2 separate regions of the Pan troglodytes genome follow, and region 1 is linked to region 2. A link is a contact called in public HiChIP or PLAC-seq data. All regions are on one chromosome and are shown on one strand. The core of a region is the stretch at or near the end of the contact, and the rest is flanking DNA. Distances in the headings are between cores, read along the strand shown.

Region 1 (6,899 bases), core at 4,079-6,578, 480 kb after region 2:
GCCCCCAGGTCCTGGGGTCTCAGTTTCTGCTGCTACAGGCAGGCCTAGCACTGGACAGAAAACACACCTCCAAGATGGTGATACTTAACCACCACTATCACCACTACAGGTCGAGTTCCCTTATCCAACGTACTTGGGACCAGAACTGTTTTGGATTTTAAGGGTTTTTGGGGGGAGGATTTTGAAATATTTGCACTATACTCATGAGTAGAACATCCCAAATTTAAAATCCAAAATGCTTCAATGGACATTTCCTTTGAGAATCAACTCAGCGCTCAAAAAGTTTCAGATTTGGGGTTTTTGGATTTGGGATACTCAACCTACATTTGTAAAAACTATGGATGGGGAGCTTTTCGCCATCACTGATGCCTGAGCTACCCCCACAAATTCTGATGGAATTCATTCCACGTACAGCCCAGGCATTGGGAAGTTTTTAAGGCTCCCAAGTGACTCTAATCAGCAGCCCAAGCTGGGAGCTGCGAACCCCACCCCGTCACCCTTCCCGTGCTGCTTACCCTACTTCCCGCCACCAGCTACCCCTGGGCTCCAGAGCTCCCAGGGAGCCCACCAGCCACAAACCTGTGTCACTGGGAAAAACAACTATGCAGCAAGGAAGAAGCCACTGTGTCCTGTTCCCTGAAGGGGAAAGTATTGCCAAGAAGCTTTTCCTAAAGGATGGAAGTGGCACATTGACCATCTGCGTCAATCCATGGGAAGCACGTGCCAAGTTTCCTCTCCAGAAATTTTCCTTAAAAAGATTGTACTCAACTGCATATAAGTGGTCATGAGTATAACCTATAATTATTCAGAACATGAATGATTTAGATCCACCTTAAATGGTAGAACATTGCACAGTTACTTAAAATGGCACAAACTTACAGATTTTTTGGCAACTTGAGGATGTGATTGTTACAGTGTTAAGTGAAAAGAAGGAAATTCAACATGTATAAATGTGATCAATCTACCCAGAAAATATGTCGGAAGCTCACTAGAAGAAAATGCATCAAATGTAGAAGCGAGAGGCTTTTTTTTTTTTTTTTTTTTTTTTTTTTTTTTTGAGACAGAGTATCGCTCTGTCGCCCAGGCTGGAGTTCAGTGGCAGGATCCCAGCTCACTGCAACTTCCACCTCCAGGGGGTTCAAGTGATTCTGCTGCCTCAGCCTCCTGAGTAGCTGGGATTACAGGTGTGAGCCACCATGCCCAGCTAATTTTTGTATTTTTAGTAGAGACGGGGTTTCACCATGTTGGTTAGGCTGCTCTCGAAGTCCTGACCTCATGATCCACCCGCCTCGGCCTTCCAATGTGCTGGGATTACAGGCATGAGCCACCACACCTGGCCACGAGCAGTTTCTTTAACATGATCAGTGCTATTTTTTCTATTTTGTTGTATGCACTAATATTTTTCCAAATGTATATGAACTGCTTTAATAATAAAAAATGTATTTGTTTCTTTTATAATAAAAAATAAGCTTGTCTTATGAGAATAATAAACTTGTTTATGTTAAACATTAATTATAAAGACTGTAAAAGTCTAGAAACCACCTGTTGTAAGTTATAGAGTGCTTGCTTCTGCAGCACATATACTAAAATTGGACCGATACAGAGAAGATTAGCATGGCCCCTGCGCGGAAGTTACAGAATGAGGAAGACATGGTGTGCATACGACAAATGCAGGTAGGACAGTCAGGCAGGTGAATGAACGAGGACCGAGAAGATCGCAAAGATACAAAGCCGCAGTGCTGGGCTTTGGCGACTGTCCCTTCTCACCTTTCCCTTGAATGCGAACACAGTGATTTAAAGGCAGGGAGAGAGGACTGGAAGGAGTCCGGGAGCCCCATCTGTGAGGCCCAGCGGACACTTGACACTGCAGTCTGCCCGAAGGCGAGCACGAAGAAGAGAAGCTAATGTGTTTTAAAACCACTTGGTCCAAATGAAATTATATAACCCAGGAAGGAACAAATTGCATCGCTGATGAGTTTTGTTTTTTTTTTTTTTTTTAATAAAGGAACGAGAAAAGACACAGGCTCGCTCCTGATGCCGCCCTGTGAGGGAGACAGGCTGGCTTGGGGGAGGGCACCTGGGGGTGCTGGCTTCATCCTCTCAGGGGCTATAAAAGGGGAACAGAGGCTCCTGCCTCCTCGGCTCCACTGCACCCGTAGCCAGGACAGCTCCTCTACCACACTCGAGAACGGTGAGTTTCATATCCAGGCGCTGGAGCTTGGGCCCTCTGCTTTGCTACTTTGTAAAATCTTCCCTTGCTGTCTGAGTGTGGGTCGGGTTGAGACCCTGCCTGCTCTCCTGGCAGCTGAGGCTAGGCCTAAGCAGGAGAGGCAGAGACGGCTGGCCCCTGGGTTCTTGCATCCAAAGCCACCCTGCCCTCCCAGGGCACCAAGGCTCCGGCGCTGTCCATGGTGGAGACTCCAGGCAAAGACGTCCCATTCAACTCCGCTGACCAGGAAATCCCACGGGGCAGCCAGCCAAAGTCTCCACCTCTCAGGGAGGCAGGTCTTTGGGGATCAGGAGCCAAGTGAGCATCGTTAGCATTCTCGGACACCCCTCAGGTGGCGTGGGTCCCGTGCCAGAGGAAATGCAAACGGCCAGCCTGCTGGGATGCATCTCTTTATCACTCTTCAAGGTGGCACCTCCATTTCCTCTAGACTGGGGAACCCCCCACCCCACCTAGCATGGGACGCCCCGCCAGGTCTCTAAAAAGGAAAGGAGTAGGCATTTTAAATTGTTCTGATGGAGAGCACTTTCTGTGGGGCTCAGGGAGGGGCTGGAAAGTCAAGGTCAGCAGGGGGATCCTTCCCAGAGCAAGATGGAGCTCTCGGGCATCTTCCCATGGCACCCAAAGTGCCACAGGTGGAGGAAGGAGGAGGGGCGCCTGCAGCAGGTGTTTCCAGGTCTGCCATGATGGATGCTGTTTAGGCATTTCAGCATCTTCACTCCAGTGGGGTGGAAGGGGTTTTCTATGCACCTGGTGTCATCCACGGCAGCCCCCCCTCCCATCACCGATAGGAAGTGGCCCTGCCTTGTGAGAAGAGGTCCCAGATGCTACAGGTTTACCTTGGAGCCTCAGAAGACTGGATCTAGTGTCATGGCAAGGGTGAGTGGGCTTACTTAGGGCAAAGGATGCAGACTCATTCTACAACACGCAGCTGTCGGCTGACATTCCCCAGCAGGGCTGGGATGGCAGGCTGGAACCAGGCATTAGGAGGCGCTGAGATGAATGTGGGAAAGGGCCGTGCACCGGATTCCATCCAGCCCCTGAGCCTGGTCCAGGCTTGGCACTCCCCAGCTCCCCAACCATGTCTGAGGTTGAGCAAGGGGCTGCCTCCACCTGTGCAGCTCCCTGGGCACCTCCCCACAAACCTGCTGTCCTGGGTGTGCAACATGCACAGCCGTGCAGAGGCCTGCTGCACCTTCTGATCCCTTAACACAGGCGGACAGACGGACCCAAGGCTGTTCCATGACAGCCCCCCTTTATAACGCGTAGCTCACACAACTCCTGAGGGCTTTCTGATCATGAGCATCAATGTACATGTGACCGATCCCGTTAGAGGCTGACGCGCACAGAAGCCTCTCACTTAACACCTCATTGCGCAGAGGAGAGAATGGGGTCACAGGCGGGTGGGGGACCATGCAGAGAGCCAGGTTTAACTGCTGTTTCTGTGCTTATTCCCACCCCAGCACAGATCAGAGGAACACGTGGAGATCTATGTGGCTATGTGCACACGCACATCTACACACATACATACACATCTACACACTCACACACAACTACACACACACATCTACACACATAAACACACACATCTACACACATACATACACTCACACACAACTACACACACTCACACACATCTACACACATACACACATCTACACTCATACACACATCTACACACATACACTCTCACACACATCTACACACGTACACACACATCTACACATACACATCTACACACACATCTACACACATACATACACTCACACACATCTACACACATACACTCACACACCTACACTCATACACATCTACACACATACACTCACACACATCTACACACACATCTACACACGTACACTCACACCTACACACATACACATCTACACACATACACTCACACACATTGACACACATACACACATCTACACACATACACTCAGACACCTACACACATACACAGCTACACACATACAGTTACACACATCTACACACACATATACACACACATCTACACACATACACACATCTACACATATACACACACATCTACACACATACACACATCTACACACTCAGACACATCACACATACACACGCATCTACACAATACACAGACACATCTACACACATACACACATCTACACACACACACACATCACACATACACATCTGCACACATACACTCACACACACATCTGCACACATACACACATATCTACACACATACACTCACATACACATCTACACACATACACACAATCTACACTCATACACACATACACTCACATCTACACACATACACATCTACACACATACACATCTACACATACACACATCTACACACATACATACACTCACACACATCTACACACATACTCACACACCACTCATACACACATCTACACACATACTCACACACATCTACACACATACACACACACCTACACTCATACACACACATCTACACACACTCACACACATCTACACACGTACACTCACACCTACACACATACACATCTACACACATACACATCTACACACACACACATCGACACACATACACACATCTACACACACACATCTACACATACACACATCTACACACATACACTCACAACTACACACATCTACACATACACATCTACACACATACATACACTCACACACAACTACACACTCACACACATCTACACACACTCACACACATCCACACACATCTACACACACTCAGACACATCTGCACACATACACACGCATCTACACAATACACACAGACACATCTACACACACATCTACACACATACACACACATCTGCACACATACACACATACACACACATACACACACACATCTGCACACATACACACATCTACACACATACACACCTGCACACATACACACACACATGCACCCATGTGCACATACACCCTCTTGTACACATATACATACACAGATGTGCACTCACATGCACACAGGCTCGTGCACATACTTCTCTCTCACACACAGTGCTCACTCTACCCAAGGTCCCAGCTCCGTGCACACGCACCCTGATGCCTGTGTGACGCTGCTCCTGCCCCTTCTCCCCCAGGCCGTGTCCTCCTCATTTGGATCTCCCCTCCAGCGGGGCCTCCTCGGAGGAGCCAAGGGATGAAGGTGCTGAGGGCCTGGCTCCTGTGCCTGCTGATGCTGGGCCTGGCCCTGCGGGGAGCTGCAAGTCGTACCCATCGGCACTCCATGGAGATCCGCAGTGAGTGCCTGGACCCCTGTCAGCCTCCCTTACCCCACCCTCCCTCACCCCAGAACCTGGTGCAGCCTGGTCGCTCGAGAACCTGGCAGGAACGGGGTGCGCGGGAGGAAAGGGAAGTCAGTCTTGGTGCTTTTCTGAACTCCTGCTTCCCAAAGCCAGCCCACGCCCAGAAATGGCCTCGCCAGAACCTCTGGGTGCCTGTTCCTTGGGTGGCTCCCAGCATGGCCTGGCGACTGGGCTGAGAGGCCCTGCCTGTGCACTCTGCCCCGCTGCCTCTGGGAGCACACAGCACACCCTGGGGACACGTGCCCATGGTCTGCTCCAGCTGTTTCCTTTCCAGCCCCTGACATCAATCCTGCCTGGTACGCCAGTCGCGGGATCAGGCCTGTGGGCCGCTTCGGTCGGAGGAGGGCAACCCTGGGGGACGTCCCCAAGCCTGGCCTGCGACCCCGGCTGACCTGCTTCCCCCTGGAAGGCGGTGCTATGTCGTCCCAGGATGGCTGACAGCCAGCTTGTCAAGAAAATCACTCTGGAGCCTCCCCCACCCCACCCTCTCCTCTCCTTTGGGCTCCTTTCCCTTCAATCCTAATAAAAGCTCTGGTCTTCAGTTACACATTCACGACTGTGTGGTGGTGACTGTGAAGTTGTTCCCTCCTGGGACATTAGACTAGAAAGAACCTCAGAGCCCAGCAACTTCTTTGGAAGAAAAGGCTTTGTGACTTGGCAGAGGGCACTTGGCACTGAGTTGGGGCGCTGGGACTACCCTTGGTCACCGGCAGCCCACAGCCACCCCCACACCCAAGCTGCCCTGAGTGGCTGCCCAGGCTGTCCACTGCAGAAGGCCAGGAGGTGCCACGCGTCATACTCTGCAGGACACTGTCCCCATAGGAGGGTAGCACAGCCCCCAGCCTGAGCCCTGGGCAGCCCCTCAACCTCAGTCCTTTTTATTTAGACTATTTTTCAGAGCAGCTTTAGGTTCACAGCAAAATTGAGTAGAAGGTACAGAAAGTTCCCATCCACCCCCTTCCCCCACATCCGCACAGCCTCCCCCATGATCAACACCCCCACCAAGGGTGCCTTTGTCCCAGTCGAGGAACCCACACTGACACATCCCCATCCCCATCCCCAACCAGCGTATGTCAGAGCCCACTCTCCACGCTGTGCATCCTGTGGGTTTGCACAAATGTACAACAACACGATGTGGCATCATGCAGAGTCGTTTAACTGTCCTAGAAGTCCTCTGGGCTCCACCTACTCATCCTCGCACCCCGCAACCCCTACAACTGCTAGTCCTCTCATCGCAGTCTGTCTTGCCTCCCTCTTACTCAGGGAAGATGCATCATGGATTGTTTCTGACCCATGGCAGGGAGACTTGAACCTAGATTGCTCCCACGCCACGTGCGTCCCTTTCAAATCACACG
Region 2 (6,326 bases), core at 2,695-5,194:
TTATATATGTATTCTGCATCTATTGAGATGAACGTGTGTTTTGATCCATTATTCTGTTGATATGGCTTATTACACTGATTGGTTTTTGGATGCCAGAGCCATTACTCTGGCACATGGCAGGAATGGTAGCCTCTGATCTTCTCAGCTTTTCTACTGGACACAGAATATATGTTTACCCCAGAAAGCAAGCTGGAGTGAGGGCAATTAGGACCCCTGTATTCCAGACCTGTTATGCCTAGTGTATAGTCTCCATCCATGAGTGGGAGCTTGGTGGAGGAAGGGAGCCTCCTGCCTCTTGGCCACAGTTAGCTGGAATTCAGCGTTAAACTTGGAGTTGGAGTGGATGAGAAATGCTTGCAACCTTCGCCTTCTTGTGAGACACCTTATCCCTTGTTCAATAGCGGAAGGGAGAGTAAGCCCCATCTTCTTGACCACATCCACCCACAGTGGAGCTTCTATGAAGCTGAGCTAGGTGCGGGGCTGGAAAGAGCAGATTATGGCTCAAATGCCACACACTCTCTCTGTTCTTACCAAGTTGTGATAGATTTTATTGAATAATTTTTTTTCATTTTTTATATACCTTTAAGATAATTTCCAGAAACTTTTAAGTTTTCTTAGAAATTTTCTCCAGCTATGGTTGTTTCAGTGGGAAGTGTGTCCACAGAAGTGGAACTCCCCTTCGTGCACTTTTTAAACTCTAGGGGTGGTAATGATGTCAACTATTGTGAGCCCTGGGGTACTATCCTTTGTAGTTTTCCAGTATCTTGCCAATACCTTTGTAAATAGCCATTTTATTAAATTTTCCTCAAATTGCCCAATCTGAGATATGGTTTGGCTCTGTGTCCCCACCCAAATCTCATCTCGAATTGTAATCCCCATGTGTCAAGGGAGGGAGGTGATTGGATCATGGAGGCGGTTCCTCCCATGCTGTTCTCATGATAGTGAGTTCTTATGAGATCCGACGGTTTCGGGGTTTTTCTGTGTGTGTGTTTGTTTGTTTGTTTTTGAGATGGAGTCTCACTCTGTTGCCCAGGCTGGAGTGCAGTGGTGCGATCTTGGCTCACTGCAACCTCCACCTCCCAGGTTCCAGGGATTCTCCTGCCTCAGCCTCCCGAGTAGCTGGGACTACAGGTGTGTGCCACCACACCCAGCCAATTTTGTATTTTTTTGGATTTCATCGTGTTAGCCAGGATGGTCTTGATCTCCTGACCTCATGATCCGCCCACGTTGGCCTCCCAAAGTGCTGGGATTACAGGCGTGAGCCACCGCGCCCAGGTGAGATCTGACGGTTTTATAAGTGTTTGAGAATTCCTCCTTTGCTCTTCTCTCACCTGCCTCCATGTAAGATGTACCTGATTCCCCTTCTGCCATGATTGTAAGTTTCCTGAGGCCTCCTCAGCCATGTAGAACTGTAAGTCAATCAAACGTCTTTCCTTTATAAATTACCCAGTCTTGGGTATTTCTTTATAGCAGTGTGAAAACAGATGAATACACTGCATATTCCATATGTTTCCTGCTACAATCCAGACCGACATAATGGGAGTGTTGTGGGCACAGAGGTGACCCGGGCTCATCGTCCGTTCTCCTCTCCCACTCTTTCTCCCACACTGACCGACTCATCCACATCCCAGAGCTTCAAGAGCAGGTTCATGGGCCAAAGAGCCCCAGGAAGGGAGATGGGCCACTTGATGAATGCTTGCTGTGGTTTCTTCACGACATGAATCAGACAGATCATGTGGCCCTAGACCCAGCCACGGAAACTGTGATCCCGAAGCAAATGGGCAACCAGTGTGAAACTGGCGGGAGCACACCTGAGGCCCTTGTGACATCACTTCTTCAGGGACCTTATTCATAATAAATGACTCTATAGTTCCCAGGAGCAAATGGAGAAGAAGACTTTGAAAGGGAAGAAAATAGGACCAAAAAACGTCAAATTTCAGAGTTTTGAGTTAGCTATTGTGCTAGTCCATTTTTGCGTTACTATAAAGAAATACTTGAGACTGGGTAATTTATGGAGAAAACAGGTCTATTTTGGCTCATGATTCTGTTGGCTGTATAGGAGGCATAGTGCCGGCTTCTGCTTCTGGGAAACCTCAGTAAATTTCCAATTATGGTGGAAGGTGAAGGGGGAGCAGGCATGCCACATGGCAAGACAGGGAACAAGACAGAGGGAGGAGATATCGTGCTCTTTTAAACAACCAGATATCACGTGAACTGCTAGAGTGAAAACTCACTCATCACCAAGTGGATGGCATTAAGCAATTCGTGAAAGATCCATCTCCATGATCCAATCACCTCCCATGAGGCCCTCCTCCAACACCGGGGATCACATTTCAACACGAGATTTGGAGGGGACAAACATCCAAACTGCATCAGCCATCCTAGTACAATTTCCAACCTCCTCAATCACTGTGCTTCTCCCAGAGAAGAGTTATGGGAAAAAGGCCAGCTTGCACAAGAAGACCAGGTGTGGTAATGGGTCTGAGACCCCCATCCTACAGCCTCCGGAGTGCATGATTCCCTTCAGCACGCTGACCCCATCCCTCATTGCAAGAGCAGAGAGAAACGCAGTCCTTCCCACTCCAAAGCCAGCATCTCCAGGAACAGAGGGTCCTTGTGGGTGCCTCTCATTGACTTTCTTGCTTCTTCCCAGTCTCGATCCCTCTTCTGAGTCGCACCTCCGGAGATGACAGCCTTTTACACCACACTGCCCTTTCCTGTACCCCTTCACTTCTCTCATTTACTATCAAAAGTCTGGGGGGAAAGGTGGCTCCAGCACAGTACAGTGACAACTTAAAACTGAATGTCAACCATCACAGCCCTGAAGACACTTCAGTGCTTCACTGCCACTTGGAGTTCCCAGTGTCCAGGCCAGGGTCTCACCTTAGACCCCAACTGCTCCCAGAGACTCCTCTCTGCCCCCCAAGGACTCTCCTCCTACCCTCTCTGGCACCCAGGCTCCAACTCCCAAATTCCTGTACTGGCCTTCCAAAGAACAGCTTAGTCCTTTAAGTGACACCCCATCTCCACCTCTAACCTGTGATATGTATCAAAAGCCTCACCGAGATTTCCTATTCAGCAAACAGCCACCTTTGTAGGTTTCCACCTCTTAGAGGCCCAAAGCACCTGCCAAAGCGTTCACATTATAGTTTTCCCTTTAAATGATCAAATAGCCAAGCAGGGCTTCTATTGAATATTTCTTTGCCCGAAAAGGGTTAGAGACCATTATTACAAGCTTCAAAATCCTGCTCCTCATAGTTCTGTCAAGTGATCTTAGAATCATACTGCCCTCAGTCCTTCTCTTCCTTGCAGCCGTGGATGAAACTCTGTTGCTTTATTACTCCAAGATCTCTCTAGTTCTGCTAACTACTTATGTGCCCTTCTATTTAATGTTGGCAGTTCCTTGAGGAACACACTAGTGTTTTTTTTTTTCTTTACATTTCATTCAGGGAATTACTAAACAATCATTTCCACACAGAGATGTTGTGGATTACGCCAAAAAAAAAAAAAAAATCAAGGATGGCTGTTTCTGTCTTGAAATGCTTAATAATTTTATCTGTAAACTTGTGGTTTGTAAGTGAGGTCCATTAAGACAATGGAGCATGAGCCAGGGAAACGGGCCTCTACGTGTGGCCACTGATGTTCCATACAGCATTCATAATGCACCATGCACACTGAATTCCCTGTGGACCCCTGATGTTGCGAGGCCAGCAAGACTCAAAGTGAGCACAAGGTACTCGTGCTGTATCTACAACTGAGGGAGCTGGGTGCTGACACCCCGAAAGGCCACACTTTTCCCCTTAAGAGAGTAAACTTGTTTCGAAGGCAGAAAGAAGGCAGTGGTGTCTTAAGAAGCATGAAGAAACCATATTGTATGAGTCATGGTTCTCTAGAGGGACAGAACTAATAGGATATATATATATATAGAGAGAGAGAGAGAGAGAGAGAGGAGTTTATTAAGTATTAACTCACATGATCACAAGTCCCACAATGGGCAGTCTTCAAGCTGAGGAGCAAGGAGAGCCAGTCCAAGTCCCAAACTGAAGAACTTGGAGTCCGATGTTCGAGGGCAGGAAGCATCCCGCGTGGGAGACAGATGTAGGCTGGGAGGCTAGGCCAGTCTCTCCTTTCGCATTTTTCTGTCTGCTTTACATTTCTAGCTGCACTGGCACCTGATTAGATGGTGTCCATCTAGATTAACAGTGGGTCGGCCTTTCCCAGGCCACTGACTCAAATGTTAATCTCCTTTGGCAACACCCTCACAGACACACCCAGGATCAATACTTTGCATCCTTCAATCCAATCAAGTTGACAGTCAGTATTAACCATCACACATATCATATATTTTCTTATTCATGCACTTCTTTATATTAGACACCTGATCATGCCAAAAGGCCAGTCCATAGTTCTTTTGCTTTTCAGTCCTTCCTTACGCATCGGTGAGTCCCAGGTCGAGAGTAGAGGCAGAATTCGTGCACATAAAGTGCGATGAAAACGGGCAAGTTAACTTTGTGCAGCATCTGTTTTTACCAGCGTGGTTCTGGTAAAAACAAAATCTATATGCATGTATAAGCTATGAAGTACAAATTGCATAATTTCTGTGATTCCACATATGAGATCAGTGCACTTATATTAGTATTTAAAACTGGCATTGCACAACGTAAAGATGGATGGTGAACTTCATGCTAACAATTTAAATCTAAATTTTTCTTGGAATGATATTAAATAACACATAAAAACACTATGAAAAGGGAGAAACTGAGAGGAAAGAGAAAGTTTTATATTTTATGACCTCAGAGGCACTTTCTTTCTGTTTTTTGAACAAGGAAGCTCCGCACTTTTCTCTGAGCTCCACAAATTATGCAGCCAGCCTTGCAGCAGGCAACACATCAAAGCCTCTTTCCTGGGGGTCTAGTGAGGGATGTAAAACACAAATATGTTAATAAATAATATACAATATAATGTCGCTAACAATAAGTGCTGTGCTAAACAAAAGCCAGGATGGCTACAGCAAGCCGGAGGGGAGCTGAGAATTAGATGTAAATTCTGAGGGATGGGAAGGGCCCTAGATTTTAGGGCGTTGTGCAGAAGAGTAACCAGATCTGCTCTACGTTTCAGGAAAGAAAAAAAAATTCCCTCTGGCTGCGGTTCCGAGAATAGCCTGGAAGGAGGCAGGGGTCCCGGCTGGAGAAGCGTGGCTCCGGGGTGGGGCGTGCAGGGCGAGCCCGGGCGGGGGACGCTGCCCAACAAGCAGGTGTGGGAGACTCACACCTTAGATTCTGAGTTTTTAAGCTTGTCTCCTCAAAGCAGGGAACTCAGGAACGTTTCGTGAGCACCTACGGTATGCAGGGTACGGTGCGGAGCCCTAGCGTCACTGACGACCAGGACAGCCGAGCAGCTGCAGGATCCGTCGTGTTGCCCAGCAATTTTAATATTTAAAAATTCGTTACTGTTGCTGTTACTTGTTTTCTATGTATTGGATGTCTTCGTGAAGAACCCTCAAAAGTGCAACGAACTCCTCCCTGCCAGAGGGCGGCCGCGCGCTCTGAGTACAGCTTCCCGCGAAGCCGGCCAGGTCCTCCAGGGCACCGAGAGAGCCGGCCAGAACGGCGGCGCCCTATCCCGGCCGCGGCGTGTCTGACGGCGCCCCGGAACTGACGGTCTGGTACGCAGGGGCGCTCGGCGGCAACGGCGGCTTTCAACGTCATCGCGGGCGCGACGCCTGAGGGACAGGCTGGGGTTTGGCTGTCCGGAAGGTGCAGCGGCGAGGCCGGCCGCGAAGATGCCAGTGGCGGTGATGGCGGAAAGCGCCTTTAGTTTCAAAAAGTTGCTGGATCAGTGCGAGAACCAGGAGCTCGAGGTAACCCTTTGCGTCGCGCTGGGAGAAACTGCGGAGTAGTCTTAGGCCCCGGGGCGGCACCAGTTTCCAGGGTAACGGGGTCTGAGGCTCGCGGGCTTTGGGAGCTCACGGGGCGGGCGCGGGAGGTGGACGTGTGGATCCCTGACCGCCGCAGCCTGCTCCGACCTAGCCCGGTCTCCCCGAACTCGCCGGGACCTTTTTGTTATGTGTCTTCAGCCTGTGAGCCCGAAAACCCTGTGCGTCTTTGCTCCAGCACCTACCGATGAGCTCATATTAATTAGGCATCTTTCCTTCCCAGTATCGGGTTGGGAGAGGGTAGTAATGTGGGTTTTATTAAAGATCTTGGTATACACACACACACTAACACACACACCGCAACTCACACACACACCAAGAAAAATGTGACCGTTGTAACCTTTTTTTTTAACTCACAAAGCCTTTCTTGTAATGTTATCAAGTAAGCTTG

What was found. HiChIP or PLAC-seq counts read pairs in DNA pulled down with a chosen protein or histone mark.
Region 1: an H3K4me3 HiChIP or PLAC-seq map of stem cell-derived excitatory neurons shows a contact between it and region 2, with 11 times the contacts expected there. The contact joins the promoter of PRLH here to the promoter of COPS8 in region 2. A contact is called at or near these places in 1 of 7 Hi-C or Micro-C datasets (stem cell-derived neural progenitor cells) and 1 of 1 datasets of contacts at active chromatin or transcription factors (stem cell-derived excitatory neurons).

Annotation. Positions count from the first base shown.
Region 1 is chr13:139,732,771-139,739,669 of NHGRI_mPanTro3-v2.0_pri, forward strand. It overlaps PRLH (prolactin releasing hormone), which reads left to right and starts at 5,329. Exons shown (of 2, transcript XM_016950786.4): 1 at 5,329-5,478; 2 at 5,819-6,132. The coding sequence starts at 5,379. The coding sequence ends at 5,982. LOC112208445 (U6 spliceosomal RNA) reads left to right here and starts at 1,560; the gene lies at 1,560-1,665.
Region 2 is chr13:139,250,092-139,256,417 of NHGRI_mPanTro3-v2.0_pri, forward strand. It overlaps COPS8 (COP9 signalosome subunit 8), which reads left to right and starts at 3,945. Exons shown (of 8, transcript XM_516177.9): 1 at 3,945-5,860. The coding sequence starts at 5,783. It overlaps LOC104005428 (a long non-coding RNA gene), which reads right to left and starts at 4,621. Exons shown (of 3, transcript XR_010149945.1): 1 at 3,973-4,621. It overlaps LOC112208361, which reads right to left and starts at 1,735. Exons shown (of 4, transcript XM_063790316.1): 1 at 1,613-1,735. The coding sequence starts at 1,735.